Regions from separate parts of the Gossypium hirsutum genome. Here region 2 is linked to region 1. The links are chromatin contacts, called in public Hi-C maps. All regions are on one chromosome and are shown on one strand. The core of a region is the stretch at or near the end of the contact, and the rest is flanking DNA. Distances in the headings are between cores, read along the strand shown. Region 1 has its middle 12 kb from the start of LOC121220272. Region 2 holds the start of LOC107886614 (spermidine synthase 1).

The links. A called contact is a pair of places that touch in the nucleus more often than the background predicts.
Region 2: a Hi-C map of leaf shows a contact between it and region 1, with 1.7 times the contacts expected there. The contact joins the promoter of LOC107886614 here to the enhancer-like site in region 1. A contact is called at or near these places in 6 of 34 Hi-C or Micro-C datasets (cotyledon, leaf and seedling).

The regions. Positions count from the first base shown.
Region 1 is chrA03:99,464,815-99,467,580 of Gossypium_hirsutum_v2.1, reverse strand. No RefSeq gene overlaps it. Among protein-coding and RNA genes, the nearest start is that of LOC121220272, 12 kb to the left of the region's middle. Within about 2 kb of position 1,285, at least 5 of the 9 cell types and tissues checked have an H3K27ac peak or open chromatin away from gene starts, as enhancers often do. A contact at or near this core is called in cotyledon and leaf, where this site is marked.
Region 2 is chrA03:99,549,822-99,552,748 of Gossypium_hirsutum_v2.1, reverse strand. LOC107886614 (spermidine synthase 1) reads right to left here and starts at 1,254. Exons shown (of 9, transcript XM_016810639.2): 1 at 850-1,254. The coding sequence starts at 1,054. It overlaps LOC107886615 (a long non-coding RNA gene), which reads left to right and starts at 1,262. Exons shown (of 2, transcript XR_001680806.2): 1 at 1,262-1,912; 2 at 2,534-2,927.

The DNA.
Region 1 (2,766 bases), core at 36-2,535:
TTTTTTTTTTGTAAAGTTAGAGGGCAAAAATTTTGAAAAAAAATTACTCATATTAATTTCTATGGAAATTTCAATAAATTTTCTGGTTTTAAGTTTGGTAGAATTTTGGTTTTCAATTTAAGAGGGAGAAATAAAATAATTCAGAGGAAGAAATTAAAAAGAATTTTGAATTTTATGATGAACCATAAAATAGAATGATTTTAATTAAAGTTTAATTTGATAATAGGAGTTTTAATTACTTGAATTGATTTATTTAGATAGATACAGATAGCAACCATGGCAGATCGAGGTTGAGATCTCATTTCGGCAACTTGAATCCGACCAACGTCTTATCTGACAATTCAACTTCCTAACGCATCTCCATTTTTTTCCCTTTATTTTATTTAGAAAAACATGTTGATTTTTAAAATATTAAATGTGCAATATTTGTTTGAGAGGAGAAAAAACCATTCTATATTGATTAATCAACTGTTCACGGTGGCTCAAATAAGTGAGGGTTTCCGTCCTTACTCCTTTTGGCAACGACGGTATGCGGAGGAGAAGTCGGGGCCTGGTACGGCCAAACACCTAAAATAAAAAATTTTCTATTTAGGTTTTTTTATAATTTATAAAATTTTAAATTAGTAATAATAAAATTATACTTTAATCCCTCTTAAAATAATAAAAAATTAATTTAATCTTTTAAAATTATAAAAATATAAACTATTAAAATAATAAAATTAGATTTTTACTTTTATAAAAATATATAATTTAATTCTTATCAAAAAAAAAAATTGACTTCACCGTAGATGGTATATTACAAGCAGATTTGCTTCTTTGAGTTTTGTGTTTGACTTTTGTAAGATTGGTTTCAAGCTTATTGATTGTTCCTTTAATTTATCTTGTATTAATTGAACACTTGTATGAAACTTAACCTTTTCTTGCTTGTTATCCTTTTTTTAATAGAAAATCTCATGACCAAAAAACAAAAACTTTTTTACTTTTTTTTTTTTTGAGTTTTACTCATTCTTGTAATATCATGTTTATAATTCATACTAAGTATTTTAATATTTAGGTAAATATTAGGTTTTCTTTGTATTAATATATCAAATAACCAAATGAGGTATTTTTTTTAAAATTTTAAAATATGATTTTCTTTTTTGAGAACTTTTTCCCTTATGGAGAAAAGAAATAGAATATATGCTGTAAACTTTAATTTTGGTAAAGCATGGGGCATGGGTGGCACTGTATAGATATTTGTACACATAATATAAGGTAGCAAATATCAACGTCTACAGCTTATTGCTCTTTTTTATTATTTTGTGAAGTATATTGTTTTACACGTAGCCGGCTAGCTCTAGAAAACCAACATCTGAAGTGTGGTAAGCAAGCAAGATGAAAGTTGAATTGAGTCCACCGTAATAACTATTTTAACTTTTCAAGTTCTTTTATTTTGGTTATTAAAAAATATCCTTTTAATTTAGTTATCAATGTTAAAAAAAATTAGTTGCTCAATTACCCTTAACAAACATTAAATATTTAACGTTTAATTGATTAAAATTATATTTTTTTACAATAATAATTCAATTAAAAAGATATTTTTTAAGTAATCAAAATAAAAACCCCCAATTAGGTTGTGTACCTAATAACAATAATAATATTCCACTTATACAGGTTGTGAAAAGAACCGATGGTGTTCGGTCAAAATCCCAAAAAGAAGGAAGGTGATGGATGGATGGATGGATGGATGGATGGATGAGTTTACGTGGGCGGCGTAATTTGGCACGGGGGTTTTCACACTTTGTAAGTCCATCATCAAATTAAAATGATGAGCTTCCAAGAAATTAGAGACTGGCAGTCAGGTGAATCACACGCAAGAAAAGATCCATTTGCCATGCAACTGTTGATGATGATGCCGATTTTATTTTTAATTATTATTCAAAAGTAGTAAGTTTCCACGACAACCAACTCTGACAAAGTCAAATGATATATCTATCCCCTACCACCAAAGCGTAGCAACCAACTCCTCCACTGACTGCTGTCCTTTATTCTTTTTTGGTCGGCAAATATGAGAGGGGGTCCCTCAACATGGGTTTGATTGCCTTCTTTTTCACTTTCTTTTCTGCACTTGCCTCTCCTCTATTATTCTTTTTCTATGGTCGGTTCAATTTATTGCAATTGTGCCATTTAGATTTTAGGTTTTTCTTCACTTATTTTGACAAACAAACAAAAAAAAAAACAAACTCTTGAGCATTATTTGATAATGTATCACAGTTTTCGATTTAATTTGATTTTTTATTTTTTAAATTTATTTTTCTTAGATTTAATTTTGACAATTTAAAAATTTCTCGAAAACTCAGTATTATTGTTATAGATATTATAGATTATTATGTTGAGGCATAATATATTTAAAATTTTGTAAAAATACCACAAAACTCTCTATACCATATCACAAATTGTATTTTAGTTTTTCTATTAAAAAAGGTAAATTAGAGTGAAGAAAACAATTATTCTTCTAAAATTGCACCTAAATGTTTGTTTTGATATTTATATATAAATATAATAATAAATTTAACCCTTGATATTTACATATATTCACCAATTTTTAAATTCTATATTTTTTAGCAATATTAGTAGTCCAAATCTTCCTGTTGTGCAATTTTCAATTATTTCATATATTATTTCAAGTACAAAGCTATTTTCATGTCAGTTAATATCTTTTAAATTGAATATCCATATCATTAGAAAACTTTGAAAACGCAAATTGAATCCATAACCAAAAGGAAA
Region 2 (2,927 bases), core at 5-2,504, 85 kb before region 1:
ATCAAAATTGGAAGCAATGGATTAACACATTGAATTATGAATGAATATAGATCAGACGTCGCTATTAAACTAATAGTACACACTCCCAAATAAGAAAAATACACACAAGTGACAACATGCAAGCAGTATGCACTTCGAGATGTCAATCATATAAACAAGCAAATGTGCACAAAGAAGCGTAAACGCTTAACATTCAATGAAAATGTAGTTAACTAGAAGTTAGACATATAAAAATAAAGCTTTTTTTTTCCTTTTCCTTTTTCACTATAAAGAATCACAAACAGACCCACTACACAAGCAGAAATGACAACCAAGTTACATGAGATGTCCAAAATAAAAACATCCTCAATATGGGAGATGGGACCATTTGAGAACCCCTTTTTTCCCTAAAGAAGAGCCAAAAACAGAAAATATCAGATAAGAACGCACATCAGAAGTGACGAATAAAAGGGGGAACGAAGTTGAAAAGAACCCAACCCATGAATTCAATCAAAATAAGTAACGCCCTTAGATGGAACCAATATCTTACACAATCAAAATAAGCACAATAAAATAAAATAAAATAAAATAATTTTTTTTTCATTCAAATCAGTTGAAAGCCAAATAAAAAGCACAGAAACTTGTTCACCCATAATCTAAAACAAATCTATAACCATAAAAAATATAAATAGATTAAAACATGCATCGAAAATCATAAAGGAAAAAAACCCAGATTTAAGAAAAAAGCCCTCTTTGGAATCGAAGCAGAGAAAGAAAAAAAAACAACACTTTACATTCTTTTCTCCAAAAGGAAACGTAAAGAAAAGATTAGGAGAAATAATGGGGAATTAGGAGAGTTGAAAAACGAACCAGGCCACATTGGGCTAATCTCAGAGAACCATCCAGGAATAACAGAGGAAATCCCATCAGCTTCCTTGGAAGTATTATTGGTATCAGCTTCCATTTCCATGGCAACAGCAGCAGCAGCAGAAGAGACCCCGTTTTCTTCGTCTTCCCTGGGCCTTTTAACGGGCAAATCAGCACAACTTACAGGGGCACCGCTCTCTTCTGCCATTGAGACACCTATTTGTTTCTGTTTTAGAAATACAAAAAAAATTGGGAAAAAAGACCTAAAAAGAATCGGAAAATAGAAAATCTCGGGTTGGCTGGATACAGGTCACTGAAAGATAAAAAGAGGCCACACTAGCTTGGTCTTTGGTCTTGCTTTATAGTAGCATCCAGACGCCTGTTGCTGTAAGGGCTGGGCTGTTTAGGCCTTCGCCAAATAATATATTAGTATAATATAAATTAAAAAGCAGAAAAAAAAAGAATATTTGAGGAAGAAAAATCAAAATTTCAATTTATATCGTCATATATGGATTACGAAGAATCTGCTTGCAAACGACGCGTCTTTTGTGTGTGGACTGAGATTGTGACTTGTGAAGTTGTGATTTTCTTCCTCCTTTTTACTTAATTAATAATTAGGGTCGGTTTGATAGGGGGAAAATATTTTTCGGAATTAATTTTCCCCATTTTTCAGTGTTTGATTGGAGGAAAATATTTTCCTCACGTAAAATCAATTACAAACACGGGAAAAAGAAGCTTTTAATTTTGGAAAATGTCTTACCGATTTGGAATTAGTAAGACATTTTCCGATTTTTCCAGCGTTCTCCCTTCTCTACACTCTTGTTCTCCCTTCTCCTCTCTACACCGATCTGGTTTCGTTCTCCCGTTCGTTCTCCCTTCTCCCTTTCGTTCTCCCTTGATTTGGTTTCGGGCTCCTTTTCCCCCTTGATTTCTTCTTCTTTTTATAAATTGATTTGGGGATTTTCTGCTTGTTTTTGTCTGAGATCTTGCTTGGGTTTTCTGCTAGTTTGGTTGTACTGTTTGGCTTGTCTTGGGCAGACTTTCTTCACAGACTTGCTTTAGAAAGGTATATTTTCTTCTCCATAGTTTTGTGAATCGGTTTCTTGTCCATAGTTAGAAAGATTTTGGCCCCTGTTTATGTTAAATGTCACCTCTGCTCTCACTGATCTGTGCGTGCTTTTTGTTTGATTTTAAGTGTATTTTTAGCAGATCGAAGCTTGTTTCGCTGTTTTTTATCAAAGTGTTTTTTTTCTTTTAATTTTCGGTTTTTGATCGAAATTCTGTGTTTTTCTGTTTGTTTGTCACTATCTCGTTTACTAACTGTTCATGCAATTCTTAAAGAGTATTATATCATAATGGATTCTTTTTAAGTCTCTGTTTGGTTGATAGGAAAATTCTAGAATTATATGAAAAAAGAAATGCAAATTTAAGTTTCGTTCAGAAAATGATTTCTACTTCGATTTTGTTTTATTATTCTGTTTTGCACGTTCTATTTCGTGCAATGCTTCATCGTATCCATATTATGTTACTCGTACTCAGATTTGTATATATGTATATGCATCTAATAATAATATGTTCAAAGAATTACAACATTTGATGTTGAAGAACAAGGAATTAGCTTCTTCATTTTCTTTTTTTTTTTTGGTTTAAGTGATTCTGTTTTAAGTATATGTTTTACCTTCTGCAGCCATTTCATATCTTTCAAGCCTTCCTTCCCAAAGCAGGCCAAGTCTTTGACTGGTTGTGAAAAGTGAAAGAAAAGCTGGTAAATGATTCTTGTTATGCTTTAAGTCTAGCATTACGTAAGCAGGGTTTGTGGTTCATGTTTTTAAGTATCTGCTTTACCTTTGTTCTCCAGAGTAGTTGAATATTTGTTTCACAGCTACATATATAGGAATTTGTGGTTCATGTTTTTAAGTATCTGTCTTACCTTCTGCTGCCATTTCATATCTTTCAAGCCTTCCCTCCCAAAGCAGGCCAAGGTGAGGATCTTTGACTGGTTGTGAGAAGTGAAAGAAAAGCTGGTAAATGAAACTTGCATTTGTGCCGTAGAGCCTCATTTGGAGGCATAGCTTTTAACA